3 separate regions of the Mus musculus genome follow, and all the other regions are linked to region 1. Evidence: chromatin contacts called from public HiChIP or PLAC-seq data. All regions are on one chromosome and are shown on one strand. The core of a region is the stretch at or near the end of the contact, and the rest is flanking DNA. Distances in the headings are between cores, read along the strand shown.

Region 1 (4,628 bases), core at 1,555-4,054:
AGAGTTGTGGAGAGCTGCATGACAGCAGGATGTTGGTGCCATTTTAATAGTAAAACACAGCATTGGGTCTTGGGGTTCTTTCACATACAGATGTACTGAAGAGTTCTCCTTCTCTTCCAGGACAATGGCTTTGTGCACATTCATACCCCAGTACTCACATCCAACGACTGTGAGGGGGCCGGAGAGCTTTTTCAAGTGGAGGTAAGCTGTATTCCCCTCTTACCGCTGCTTAATATTTTTCTTTAAGGATTTACTTTAAATTTAATAATGGTTATGTGGACTGAAGATCATGGCTAGCACCTGAAGCTTTCAGTAGTAATCCTTGAACAACATTCACACAGCTCCCGTCTCCTGTTATTCCACTGGAGCTAGAAGGGGTGAATTTTTAACTTAGCATTCTGTTTGCTTTTTCATGGAGTATATATGTCAATGAAATCAGAAAGGGAGGAGTATTTAGAGTCAGGAAGGGAACCAGGGAGGCAGGACAGGAGAATGACAGGAAGAAGGGTTGTAAATAAGAACAAAACATTATAATATATGCATATCTATAAAATGTCACAATGAAGCCCATTTCTTTGTATGCCAATCAAAAAAATGAAAAAGTAGAGTAAAAATCAAAGTAGATTAGAAAAATAAAAAAGAGTACAAAAGTATGCATATAAAGAAAGATTTTTCCAAAATTGTAAAAGAATACATTTTTTTCATAAGATTCACCTCCTAAAATAGGTTTTTTCTCTGTTCAACTTTATTTTAGTTTTGAGCATATTTTTCCAACATGTCTCCCACCCTCTTCTCTGTACCCTGGTTTCTCCCCTTTGTCCCCTATACAGTTTTGCTTCTGCTTTCAGGTCATATATACATACGTGTTTTATGTACTAATATAAAATCTAGAAATCAGTAATGAGATAAAATGTGATATTTGTCTAAGGTAGACTTAATGTCGTAGCCCTGCCTGCATCCATTTTTCTGCAGATAGCATCTTTGTTCTTTATGACTGAAAAAAAAAATTCCATTGTGTAGGCAGGGAAATTAGCTCCTTTGATAGAATACTTACCAAAGCCTTGGGTTCAAATCCTACTATCTCATGAACTAGATGTGGCAATGAATATTTGTAATTCCAGCACTGGTGAGATGGAAGTGATGGGATCGGAAGTTCAAGGTGATCTTCAGCTCTAAAGCAAGTTCAAAAGTAGTCAGGCTACATAAAACTTGTCTTTAAAAGACTCCCGTTGTGCATAAGTACCGTACTTTTGATGATGAACCCTTAGGTGGTTTTATTACTTAGCTATTATGAATAGCATTGTAATAAACATTAGTGTGCAAGAATTTCTTTGAAGTCTTTCAGGTAAATACCTAGGAGTCATGTAGGATGGCGAGTGTCAACGGCCCAAAAGAAACAGGCTCCGGTTGTCCTCAAGGCCCAAACCAGGACCAAATTGAGGCCCAACAGTTTTAAACTTTAGGTCTCTCATTAAGGTCTCCTGTCCATTTAGAGAAGATTTTTCTACAGGGTATTTGATGGAGATTTGGGTTCATTTTTCTGCATGTGGTTATCCAGTGTTCCTGATAGCATATGTCAGAGAGGCTGCATTTTCTCCACTGTGAAATTTTGTCATAATTGTTAAAACTCAAACGGTGGTGGTTGTGCAGGTTTGCATCTGAGTCCTCTTTTACTCCATTGATCTGTGTGTCTATCTTGTGCCAGTTCTATGCTGATTTTATTAGTTAATACTATGGCTCTAAAGCATAGCTTGAAATCAAGTGACTGATACCTATAACGTCATTCATATGTATGGAGGTGTATAGTGTGTGTTCATGTCTGTGTGGGTGTATTCACATGAGCATGCAGCTTCATGTGTCTGCATGTGGAGGCCAGAGGTCAACATGAGATATCTTCCTCCATTTCTTTCTATCTAATCTTTTTCAGACAGAGTCTCTCACTAACCCTGCAGCTCATCAATTGACTAGGCTTCAGGCTGGCCAGTGAGTTTCAGGAATCCAGAATCCACCTGCCTATCACCCCCTTCCAGGGCTGAAGTTACCTACATGCCCTGCTGTCCCTAGCTTTATGTAGGTGCTAGATACTCACGTCCTCATACCTGCACACCAGGCACGTCAGTAACTGAGCCATCGTCTCTGTCCCCAGTGTTCTCTCTGCTCAGGGTTACTTGGCCATCTGGCATCTTTTGTGCTTTAATATGAATCTCAAAGGTGTTTTATCTATTTCAGTAAAGAATGGCATTGGGATTTTTATGAGATTTCATTGCCTCTATAGATTGGTTTTGATAGAATGACCGGCCATTTTTGCAATATTACTTCTTCCAATCAATGAATGTGGGATGCCTTTCTACCTTCTGGTGTCTTTTTAGTATTTTTTTTCTTCTTCAGTGAGTGAGTTTTCATTGTAGTCTTTCATTTCCTAAGGTTTATTCCAGGGGTTTTTGTTTGTTTTTAATATTAAGACATTTGTGAATATGATTGTTCCCTTGATTTAGTTCTCAGTTTGTCATTGGTATATAGGGAGGCTTCCAGGTTTGTATGTTACTTGTGTAGCCTGCCACTTTTCCACTGAGCACTTATCACTTAGCTGGAAGTGCTAAGAGTCTTCTTTAGGACCTTTGTGGTGGTTAAAAAGAGAAGTGTGCCCCATAGGCTTAGACATTTGCACACTTACATACAGTTGGCGGCGCTACCCTGAGCAGTCTGGGAGGTGTGGTCTTGCTGGAGGAGGTGAGTCACTGGAGGCAGGGGCAGGCCTCCAGAGTTTAGGGCCCTACCCAGCTTCCAGCTCCTTTTCTCTGTGCTTGTGGTAAAACCTGTGATCTCTCACTTCCTGCTCCTGCTGCAGTGCCTGCCACATGCTGCCATGCTTTCCTACCGTAATGGATTCCGATCCCTCTGGAGTCATAAGCTAAAATAAGCCCTTCCTCCCATTAGTCACTTTGATCACGTTCTTCTATCACACAACTGAGAAGTAACTGAAGTACAGAATCCTATCATCTGCAAACAAGGACACTTCGTCCTCTTCCTGTCTGTATCTCCTTTGGCTTTTTATTTCCTCTTGTCTTATTGTTCTAGTTAAGATGCAAAGAGTTTTAGTTTAATTATTTTTGAAAGATTTGTTTTTATCTGACATGTGTGAGGGTTGCCTGCATGTATGTATGTGTACCTCCTGCCTGCCTGATTCCTGTGGAAGCCAAGCAAGAGCTCCGGATACCCTGTACTGGACTTACAGATAGGTGTGAGCTTACATGTATGTGCTATCAACTAAACCTACCTTCTCTTCTCTGCAAGAGCAATGAGCACTGTTAACCACTGACCTCTCTCTCCAGCCTCAGTTCTCCCGAGTTCTTAGCCAGACACTGTAAGCCTGTCCATACTGCAGGTTAAAACAAACAAACAAACAAACAAAACCAAGACAAGAACAACAACAACAACAACAAACAAAACCCACATATTACCAGAACAGGCTATGCTTGATGCTTGTAATTACATTCATGTAATTCCAATCCTCAGATAAAAACGGGGAATTGTGCATTTCAGGGCAGCACAAGACTGTGCCCTGGAGTAAAATAAAGTGCTCAGCCAGCCTTTCTTACAGGTGAGCTTTTGAAAGCCACTCATTTACAAACTTTACTGTTCCAGATCATTATTTAGTTGTAGACCAGTGGAACAGAGAGCCATGTTGTTGAATCATACTTTTGTGCTTCCGTTGTTTATTTATTTATGGGCTTTTTTTTTTTTAATCCTAAAAGATTTGTTTCTGTCAGCTGATAAAATTTACTTTTTGCTTTGGCACTTTCTGTCTCCTGGTGACAATGCTTTCTCTTAATGCTATCAAGCAAAGTATTCACTGTAAGAAGTTATCTTGACCTATTGAAGCCATTAATAAGAACAAGAATCAAATGTTGTCCTTTATACAAAAGTTGAGGAAATCTTGATGATAATCAGCTTTTTGGAAAAAGAAACTAAAAATTACTTGAGAGCCAAAGGAGGTATGGTGTTCCTGTAATACTAGTACTTAAAAAAAAAAAAAAAAAAAAAAAAAAGAGGAAATAGCCTTCTTGGACATTGGAAGTGGAAGTGTTAGCATCTGCATGCATGCATTCAAAGAGCAACAAATAAAACGCAGCAGTGTTCCTAGAACTGTTCTTCCAGTTGTTCTTTTCCATCTCTTCTTAGTATTCTGAATGTGAGCTGAAGAAAAATTAGCCACCTTAAATACACATCATAATTCCTTAATCCAAACTACTTAATAGTTAAAAAGGATGAGTATTCAAGTTGTTACAAATAAAAAAGGGAATTTTTAAAGGAACTCAGCCAAGTGAAAAACTGTCTTTCTTTTACCTTTTTTTTTCTTTCTTGAACCTTAATGATAAATTTGGAGATAACTGATTTGCTCCCAAAGAAATCTTTCAAGCAGATCTGATAGATTACAGATTACATCATATGTCTTCTGACCTCTAAATCATGCAGGAAGGCAAGTAACCGGATGAGTATGACTAAGAGGAGGAAAATACATTTCTAGAGCTAAACAAATGAGAAGTGTTCTTTGCTCGTGTATATTATTTCAGGACCACACATGGGAATTTTACATGGTGGAGTCAGACTCTGGCTGTTCAGAAAAC
Region 2 (4,628 bases), core at 1,288-3,787, 240 kb after region 1:
TGAACTTTGCTCTCCCTGGATTGAACATTCCTAGGTTCCAAACAGCAATCCTTGAATTCCAGGCCTAAATCATCAGAACCCTCTGTGCACTGACAGAGCTTCAGTTAACATATAAATAGTGTTAGAGTTGGATCTTGATACCTCTGATCATGTTTGGTTGTGTATTCATTGCTGAGCCAGCCACTGTGGCTCACTGGGAGTTCTTCCCATGCTTTATGCTCTACCCACTACAACCTGTAATTAGTATGCTAAATATAGAAGGTGAGCTTTTCCTGGATGTCCATTGTGTTTCTGGTGTCTGTGCAGTACTACCTCACCCTCATCTGTCTGAGAGCTTTGGCTTTATTCACTTTTCCTGTTTTTACCAACAGAAAAACAGATATTCTCTCCTTTTGTTCCTTTAGTAAGGCTATCACTAGAGAGTTATCTAGTACACTATGAGTTCTAAGTACTGTGCTAAATGCTAAGATAAAAAGAGCCCTGACCTCAATGTAACAGTCTTGTGATTAGATAAGGCTCATTCTGTGTTCATCTAGAGCTGAAAGAATCTTCCTAATAAATAAGTCAGGACTCAGTAACTATATTGCCTTCTCTGGGAGGTTTCACGTTTCATGTGTCATTAAACTTTGTGCTAAGAGCTAAAGCCTGAATTCTAGTGCTGCTATTGTCTTCTGCCATCAGTTAACTACAAACCTGAATATTTTCTGTAAACTCTCTGGCTAGTCAGGCTCTTTCTTGGGCTCTTACTAGACCTTTGGGACAAGAAGGTCTGAGGCTATGATACTTGCTAGTTGTATACTCTCTGAGGATTTTTCTTTCATCTGTGAAGGGGGTTGTGTTTACCTTCACTCACTGGTTTAGGAATTAAATGTGATAGGAGACATATCTGTCATAGCATGTTGCAGGAGCTCAGGTAATACGTACTTTGATTTCCTCAAAGTAAGTTTGAAGTTCTTGGGGTCTAGAGCAGTTCAAATATTCCTAGAAGAAACATAGCTACAGAGCTCTTCCTCCTCCAGGAATGTGCTCTCTCCATGCTTCTACTGGGTATAATGGGACAGAAGTCTGGCCTAATGTACTTCACACTGAAATAAATTAGGATATAATTGTATTAAGAAGTCAGATTAAATCTTCTACCTGTAGTTACTTGGGAGTCTGGGGGATGAGAGTAGATTTAGAGTTGGTAATGGTGATTTTTTTTTTTAAAGAAAGCAAGGGGAGTTTTAAAAATAAAGTACTTGTTTGTGTTCTACCTAATAGAGTTGGAGTATTGATAATGTAGTAGACTCAGGTTTTAATAACCCTCCCTTGACAGGAATCTCCTGGCTTATTGGCAGTTTTTGGTTTTACCTTCATCAGAAAGAGGGAAGTTAAAAGGACACACCCATTTCTAGAAGTTATGCAAAACTCTTTTCCAAGAAATGCCTTGCCCCTTCTACAGCTTTAGCCACAGAATCTGGAGAAAGATGATTGGAGGCACTGAGAAAATTTTAGTCATCAGAGAAGAATTCTGTTATCTGTTGTACCTAAGCCATGACAGAAGATTGTGGAGTTTTAGAAATACTTTCAACTGCCAAAGAAGAAAGTAATAGAAGGTACTGCCTAGCTTGGCTATTTAGAAGAACACATCTCTCACTTCTAAGAATCTAAGTAATCTAGTTAAATAAGATATCATGATATCAGGTTGCCTTAGTGAACACCATGTGAGGCTCCCTAGGTTGGAAGAGACTTTGGTCTCTCACCCATTTGTTACACTCATCCTCCTACAGCACCCTCTACCTTTTCTTCATAGCCTTTCTACCTTATCCTAATCCCTGATTTAGCAAACAGCTGAACCACACACTTTGGGAACAGTTTGGTGAATTCAAGCTAGATGTTTGCTTATAAATTGTAATGTTCATGCTACTATAGATTTGATAGTTGTAAGAAAGACTATATGCCCTAAAATGTTTACTGTCAGCCCTTTACAGGAAACTTTAATGATAAGTATTGTACCCTAGGCTGTCTCTTTTTCAGAATTTTTAGTATTAAAGATTCTCTAATTTTCATAGAGCATCTAAGAAAATCCTTAGTAATTCAAGAAGAATCGTTTTATTTAGTATAATACTTAAGGCAGAACAAAAGAGTCTAGAATTTTAGAAGTACTTTCAGTTTTCAGGGCTGAAGCTAAAAGGATCTTCAGAAAGTTCCTTTTTCCTTAAAAGACAATTTACCTATAAGAACTAGCCTAGTTCAACTTGATTATGTAGACTAACCTAAAACAAACCAGGTTCTTGTCCCATATGTAAAGCAGCCTTTATGTTTAGAACCCATATTCATGACCCCAGGGAATCTCCCTGGAGACTGATATGGTAGAATTTTATAAGCTCTTCACCACCAACAAAATACTTATAATGTGATTTAGTCATCGTAAGTCTCAGTGGAGGCTTATTTTATTTTTCTGGTTGCCAAAGAGCAATAGAAGGAAGTCATGACCTTGTTCTGTGCGCACTTACAGACCTAACCTAAAGGACAGACAGGATCACATGAGATGTACTCTGCTCAACGGCAGGAGTGATGCAACTTCCAGGTCATATGTTCCCACATTCGTGTCTCTGTGGTCTGGGTAATTGTGAAATGGTTTGTTTTCTAACTAGATTTGGGTACAAAAGGAAAACAGTCACTTCTGTTTCATCAGAGCAAATGGTAATCTCTACTTGATTCTAGACATAAATTTGACTTTGTTTTGACTTTTTAGACAGTATACTCTTACGTTAGGAACTTCTTTATGTCCCATTATAAGTAAGTAAGATGTACTGTCTCTTCCTCTCTGACTTGATTATTACTATTCTATTTATTTATTTTATGTATTTTGATGAGTTTTGACTTTGATGTTTTGTTTTTGAGGCAAGATCTCACTCTGGTACACAAACTAATGATTCTGCTGCCACATTATTCTCCTTTAGATTGCCATTTTCTCTGACCATAGAAAGCTATAGCAACAGCTTCCTAAATAGTTTTTGTTGTTGTTGTTGTTGTTGTTGTTATTCGCTAGTTCACCTTCCTCATTGCTAGATGAGCACTAGTTAACATTTTAACAAATAGCCACAGAGCACTAGTTAACATTTCTCTACTGCTATGCACTTTGCAGCAACTCCCATTACCAATAAAGATACAGCTTCTAAGGGTGGTTCTGAAGGCCTCACAGGACCCCTAAGTTCTTCCTTTCCTCCTTTCCACATCCAACTTACCAAATTTCCAAACCTCTCTTGTCTTTTTTCCAATGCCCAGGCCTGGTTCATACCATGTGACCTTTTTAAAGCAAAGCCTTTTTCCTTTCTTTATAGCTTTCCTTGTAATAGTCATTTTACTCATTTCTCTCTCCTTTTTCTCTCCCCATTTTCCTCCTTTCTCTCCCTCTCTCCTCTTTGTTTCTCCCTCTCTGTTCCTGTTTCAGTGATATGCTAAGAAACTGTGGCTCTTTTTATGATACATCTAAAGCTCTGCTTCATCGTTTAGGGCTATATATTAATGTCTTATCTTCCTGCAACTTTATAAATATTTTAAGTTGTTTAAAAGGAATGTTTCCATCATGCCTCTCTTCTTTAAACCACATAGCATAGAGCATGGTTCATCGTTGTTTCCACTGAATACTTTTTTAAAAACTTGATTTCTTTTTCAGAGCTGAGGACTGAACCCAGGGCCTTGTACCTGCTAGGCAAGCGTTCTACATTAAGCTAAATCCCCAACCCCCAAAACTTAATTTTTCATAAGACAAAAATTTCCACCTATTTACCCTTTTTTATTTGTAAGGGTAAATCTATGTATGTGTGAATGCACATGTGCACAAAAGTACCCAAATGGGCCAGGAGAAAGTGTCAAGTCCATCCCTGGAGCTGATGAGCCTCTTGATGTACACACTGGAGCAGCAGCCAGCACTCTTAACTGCTGAGCCATCTAGTTCTTTATTTATCTTTTAACTATTTTATAGCTTGGACATTTTACCTTCAAATCTATTGTTCATCTTTTGTCACTGTCTTGTTAGCCTATTTGATTTTCAGAGGGAGTCTCTGTATGGGCCTGAGTAGTTGGTATTATAGGCACGTGCCACTACTCCTTTCCTGAGCCTTTTTTCCCTAGTATCATTTGTTGAAAAGTCTGTCTGTCTTCCATTTAATTTCTTTTGTACCTTTATCAAAAATTAGTGGGGACCAGCAAGATATTTCAGTGGGTAAAGATGTTTGTTGACAAACCTGACAACCCAAATTTCATCTCCAGGACCTACATGGTGAAAGGAAAGAACTCTTGCAAATTGTCCTCTGACCTCTACACTTGCACTGCGGCACACATGCCCACCTCCCCCAAATAAATAAATGTAATAATAAAAATAAAGAAAGAAAAATCAGTGGATATATCATGTGAATATAGTTCGAGTTTTCTGTTTTGTTACATTGTTCTCTGTTTGTAGTTCTCATCCAGTATACATCATCTTGATTGCCATAGCTACAGAACATTTAAAATACATACACTGCGGCTCGACAGATGACTCACTGGTTCACAACACTGGCTGCTCTTCTAGAGGACCTAGGTTCAATTCTAAGCATCCACATGGTAGTTGCCAACCATCCATAACTCCAGACCTATGGCCT
Region 3 (4,628 bases), core at 1,181-3,680, 180 kb after region 1:
CCTTTCTCAATTGCACTGGCTACACTCCAAGTGCTATGTACATGTATGTGCCTAGTTGCAACTATATTAGATATCTCAGATAAAAGCATTTTCATTACTGCAGAAAGTTTAGTTGAATAAATCTGAGTTTGAATCAATAGTCCTTAAACTTTAGCATGAATTGTTTCAGCTAGATGACTTGATTTAAAAAAAAAAAATGTGGGCCCTATTCTTCATGGTTTTTATTTAGTTGGTACATTTAGGGCTGGAGACCTAGCGTTTAAGTGCTATCCACGATGATGGGCCCAGGACCGTGCACTGAGAACCTCTGACCTGGAGTAAAGAATCTTTCTGTTATTGATGTTTTTGAGACTATATAGCTTTCACTATGTAGCCCTGGCTGTCCTAGAATTCACTATGTAAACCAGGTTGCCCTCAGACTCACAGAGACCTGCCTGCCTCTGCCTTCCAAGTCCTGGGATTCAAGGTGTGTACCAACATGCCCTGCTTGAAGCAAAGTGTCTTGATCTGAAGTTTGTGGGCCTCTCAAACTTGAATACCAAATAATACACACCTCTGTTGCTTACAGGATATAATACTTATGGTTTTAATTTATTCACTATGCATTTCAACAGATCAGGAAAAAACTCAGACTCTGTTAATGAAATCTGACCAGTAGGGACTTAAATCATAAGGACATTGACATGTGTTTAATGTACTAAAAGGTAACAGCTATCGAGGTGTTTGCTGTTTTGTGGCTCAAGCATTTTGCTAGGAAACCTTGGTCAGAAAAACCCTTATTTTTAGTTTTTGAAGATATTTTATTCTTTTTGGCTGTAATGAGGTGACATATCCCTCTCTAGATCAGTCCCAGCTAGGTGGAATAGAATTTACATAATTGCTTTAGGCCACTTGTATTTCAACCCCTGTAACTAGAAAAAGAGGCTACTTTCCCTTGGGGAAAAAAGAACAAATCTGTAACCTTTCTTGGTTTTGGCTTTTTGAGGCAAGGTCTCATGTGTCTCTGGCTAGCCTCCAACTTGCTATAAAGTCTTCCTGCTACCTCCCAAGTGGTGCATTTATAGATGTATGCTACTATGCCTAGCTTAAATATGTATTCTACAAAGGGAAAGAAAATGGCTTTGGGTTTCTCAGTGAATGAGCCCAAAACAGGGGTATCTGTCTACAGCATTCAGACTTGATTTCATCATGCTAGACAAGTAGAGCTTAGACATACTGTGCTGTGACCCCTGCAGAGCTTTGCCTTTCTACTTTACAGTAAATTATAAAGCCATTCAGCTAGGGTAAGTGAGGATAGAATTTAAGAACCTGATCTAGGCCTCTAGGAATCAGTATCAAGTGATTCTTAAGGTTGATCCCTCTGTGTTGGAGTCCCCCAATTATAAAAAGTATTTTTATTTGCTTCCTTTTGGCCAAGTCCCTGACAAAGTGCAAATCCTTATATTTTGATTCCATGGTCATTTTCTACTGTGGTCTGTTATGTTCTCTAATGGGTCCTTGGAGAGCTAGAGATCTGGTCCTGAATCTTCAGACTATTTCAAACTAAGCACTTAAATTCTGCTGCTGGAGTTCTAGATCCCCACCTACTTGTCAGCATCCCTTTTCACTTCCTCTTCCTGCTATACTTTAGATCCTTTCTTTGCTAAGTAGGTAGATAAATTTTTTAAAGGTCTAATGTGAAGACTCTTCTAGGTAGAATAGCAAATGAAGCATTGGGAGTTATTGATATCAGAATATATATATATATGTGTGTGTGTGTGTGTGTGTGTGTGTGTGTGTGTGTGTGTGTGTGTCAAGCACATCTATGTGCGTCTATAGAACAACACTTAAGACCAGGCCATCTAGGTTTTAGCCAGAGACTCCATGGTACTGTGAGCCAAGGCTGGGAATCAACAGAATCAAGACCAAAATATAGACTTGGTTGTTTTATTTTGAGACAGTATCACTCTGGAACCCTAAATGGCCTGGAGTTTGTTCTGTAGACCAGGCTGGTCTCTATCTCAGAGGTCCACCTGCCTCTGCCTTCCAAATGGTAGGACTAAAGGGGTGAGGCAGCTTAGCAGGCAAGCCTTTTTGTCTGTCCCCTTCTGGCCAGAGCATGTCAGCTTTAACTTACAGTTTGTGGGTCTATGCCAAATTTAGTATACAGAAAGGGGGAGTGTGAGGCAGAGAAGAGGGAAGCAGGGAGAAATAGAAAGACCTAAACTGGCAAAATGATCTCTATGAATCTTCCAACACTGGCATTGAAGTTAAGTGTAAGAGTGCAGAAACTGTAACTAATGAAACAGAGTTTGGTACCCTCCTACTTTAGACTAAATCTTGACCCGATCTTGAGCTGACAGCTGTCCAGCCAACCACTGGATACAGTACCCAATTGTTTGCAGCCAAAATCCAGCAAGTCTGCTTCCTCTAACAACTACTCTGCAGCTCCCCTCCCCCAACTCCTCAAGGCAGAAGTGGACTTGAAGGGGTATGTTTCAGTTCCCTGGCCCCTGTGTGTCTTCCTCTCACAGTCTTGTTCAAAATGTCTAGGGAATTTTCATTTTCCAAAGTTGCTTACCAGAAACAGTTTGGCAGCGTACAGTCTGGGGAGGAAGCTTTAGTCAAATGAGCACAAAGGCATAGAACCCCATGTTGAATTCTTTGTGCATGGGAAAGGGGAGCAAAGGAGCTTTAGTAAAATTGTAGCATAGAAGCTGTCTCCTGGGAGGCTATGCCAGTACCTGGCAAATACAGAAGTGGATGCTCACAGTCATCCATTGGACAGAGCACAGGGTCCCCAATGAAGGAGCCAGAGAAATACCCAGGGAGCTGAAGGGGTCTGAAGCCCCATAGGAGGAACATCAATATGAACTAACCAGTACCCCCAGAGCTCCTTGGAACTAAACCACCAATCAAAGAAAGCACATGGTGGAACTTGTGGCTCTAGCTATATATGTGGCAGAGGATGGCCTAGGCAGTCATCAATGGGAAGAGAGGCCCTTGGTCCTGTGAAGGCTCTATGCCCCAGTATAGGGGAATGCCAGGACCAGGAATGGAGTGGGTGGGTAGGGGGATAGGGGGAGGGGGAGAGGAGGTAGGGGATTTTTGGAGGGGAAAAGAAAATATCTAAGCTGGGCGTGGTGGCGCACGCCTTTAATCCCAGCACTCGAGAGGCAGGCGGATTTCTGAGTTCGAGGCCAGCCTGGTCTACAAAGTGAGCTCCAGGACAGCCAGGGCTATACAGAGAAACCCTGTCTCGAAAAAAACAAAAAAAAGAAAAAAAGAAAAAAATAATAAAATATCTAATAATTTTTTTTTTAAATTGTGGCATAGGCTAAATAAGGAATGGAAATGGGCCCCCAATGGAGGAGCTAGAGAATGTATCCAAGGAGCTAAAGAGATCTGCAACCCTATCGGTGGAACAACATTATGAACTAACCAGTACCCCAGAGCTCTTGACTCTAGCTGCATATGTATCAAAACATGGCCTAGTCGGCCATCACTGGAAAGAGAGGCCCATTGGTCAGGCAAACTTTATATGCCCCAGTACAGGGGAATGCCAGGGCCAAAAAATGGGAAAGGGTGGGTAGGGGAGTGGGGGGGGGGAGGGTGTGGGGGACTTTTGGGATAGCATTGGAAATGTAATTGAGGAAAATACGTAATAAAAAAAAAAGAAAAAAAATTTTAAAAAACAACAAAATTTGCTTTAAAAAGCTTTACACCTGACTCTCAATAATACTCAGATTATGGCAGAATTCAGTGGATGCTTGTATATACTTTAAAATTACTTTCATTTGGTATTATAATTTATACCAAGACAATGAAAAGCTACCTCTTTTTATAATACTGATTTCAGAACGTGAAGCTTGGCTGAGGAGTAAACAGGCAGCAGAGCATCTCTCACAGGGGAGGGATATGAAATGTGAAGGCTTGGGAAAGTTATATTTGGTTTAAAATGGAGGGCCTTTCAAAAAAGTTGAAAAACATGTTTCACTAAAAGACAGTACTCGTGGATTCTAAAGTTAAAGGAGACATGGATAAGTAGAAAGGATATCCTAGAGCCCAGTCTCCTTCTGGTTTTCAATGTTGGTTCCTTAGAGCCCCCTTTCCCAGATTTCTCCTTTGAGGGCTACAGTGTCTGTAGCTCCATCCATATTCTCCTTGATTTTTGGCTCAATTTCAGGGGAGATGGACTACAGCTGGTCTGAAATCGGAAGACAGTGAATTTATTTAAGCTTTCAGGATGACCTATTTGCCTTTCTCCACTGCAATGAATGAAAATACAGACAACAGAATGTTTCACAAGACAGAACGCAAAGAGAATAAGAATGAGAAGTGTGTGATATGTTTTGGCCTTTAAAAAAGAAACATTACAGGCTTTTTTTTTTAAACCTCTGTCATCTGTGATCTATCACCCATTCAGCCAAAATATTTTGGCTTTTTGACTCTGGGAAACCAGTGGGTGGGTAATTTTGGAGAAGCTAAAAGTTAGCAAAATACCAGCAGATGCTAGAGCCAAACAAGAGAATTCTCCTTGGTCCCACAAACTGAGGTATACCCCACTTGCTGCTCTTCAAGACTCCTTTGGAAAAGACTACAAAAACCGAACATATGAGAAAATAACTTATTCCTCTCTAGAGGTGATC

The links. HiChIP or PLAC-seq counts read pairs in DNA pulled down with a chosen protein or histone mark.
Region 2: an H3K4me3 HiChIP or PLAC-seq map of bone marrow-derived macrophages shows a contact between it and region 1, with 9 times the contacts expected there. The contact joins two enhancer-like sites. A contact is called at or near these places in 6 of 484 Hi-C or Micro-C datasets (the G1E-ER4 cell line, bone marrow-derived macrophages, cortical neurons and 2 more) and 2 of 115 datasets of contacts at active chromatin or transcription factors (both in bone marrow-derived macrophages).
Region 3: a contact with region 1 is called in an H3K4me3 HiChIP or PLAC-seq map of bone marrow-derived macrophages, with 7 times the contacts expected there. The contact joins two enhancer-like sites. A contact is called at or near these places in 3 of 484 Hi-C or Micro-C datasets (the N1E-115 cell line, bone marrow-derived macrophages and nephron progenitors) and 1 of 115 datasets of contacts at active chromatin or transcription factors (bone marrow-derived macrophages).

What each region holds. Positions count from the first base shown.
Region 1 is chr7:96,973,362-96,977,989 of GRCm38.p6, forward strand. It overlaps Nars2 (asparaginyl-tRNA synthetase 2 (mitochondrial)(putative)), which reads left to right. Exons shown (of 14, transcript NM_153591.4): 5 at 121-201. Among named protein-coding and RNA genes, the nearest start is that of Nars2, 24 kb to the left of the region's middle. Within about 2 kb of position 2,805, at least 30 of the 459 cell types and tissues checked have an H3K27ac peak or open chromatin away from gene starts, as enhancers often do. A contact at or near this core is called in bone marrow-derived macrophages, where this site is marked.
Region 2 is chr7:97,208,769-97,213,396 of GRCm38.p6, forward strand. The region is part of intron 1 of Gab2 (growth factor receptor bound protein 2-associated protein 2); the gene reads left to right. Among named protein-coding and RNA genes, the nearest start is that of Usp35, 120 kb to the right of the region's middle. Within about 2 kb of position 2,538, at least 105 of the 459 cell types and tissues checked have an H3K27ac peak or open chromatin away from gene starts, as enhancers often do. A contact at or near this core is called in bone marrow-derived macrophages, where this site is marked.
Region 3 is chr7:97,152,856-97,157,483 of GRCm38.p6, forward strand. All of the region lies in intron 1 of Gab2 (growth factor receptor bound protein 2-associated protein 2), which reads left to right. Among named protein-coding and RNA genes, the nearest start is that of Gab2, 73 kb to the left of the region's middle. Within about 2 kb of position 2,431, at least 50 of the 459 cell types and tissues checked have an H3K27ac peak or open chromatin away from gene starts, as enhancers often do. A contact at or near this core is called in bone marrow-derived macrophages, where this site is marked.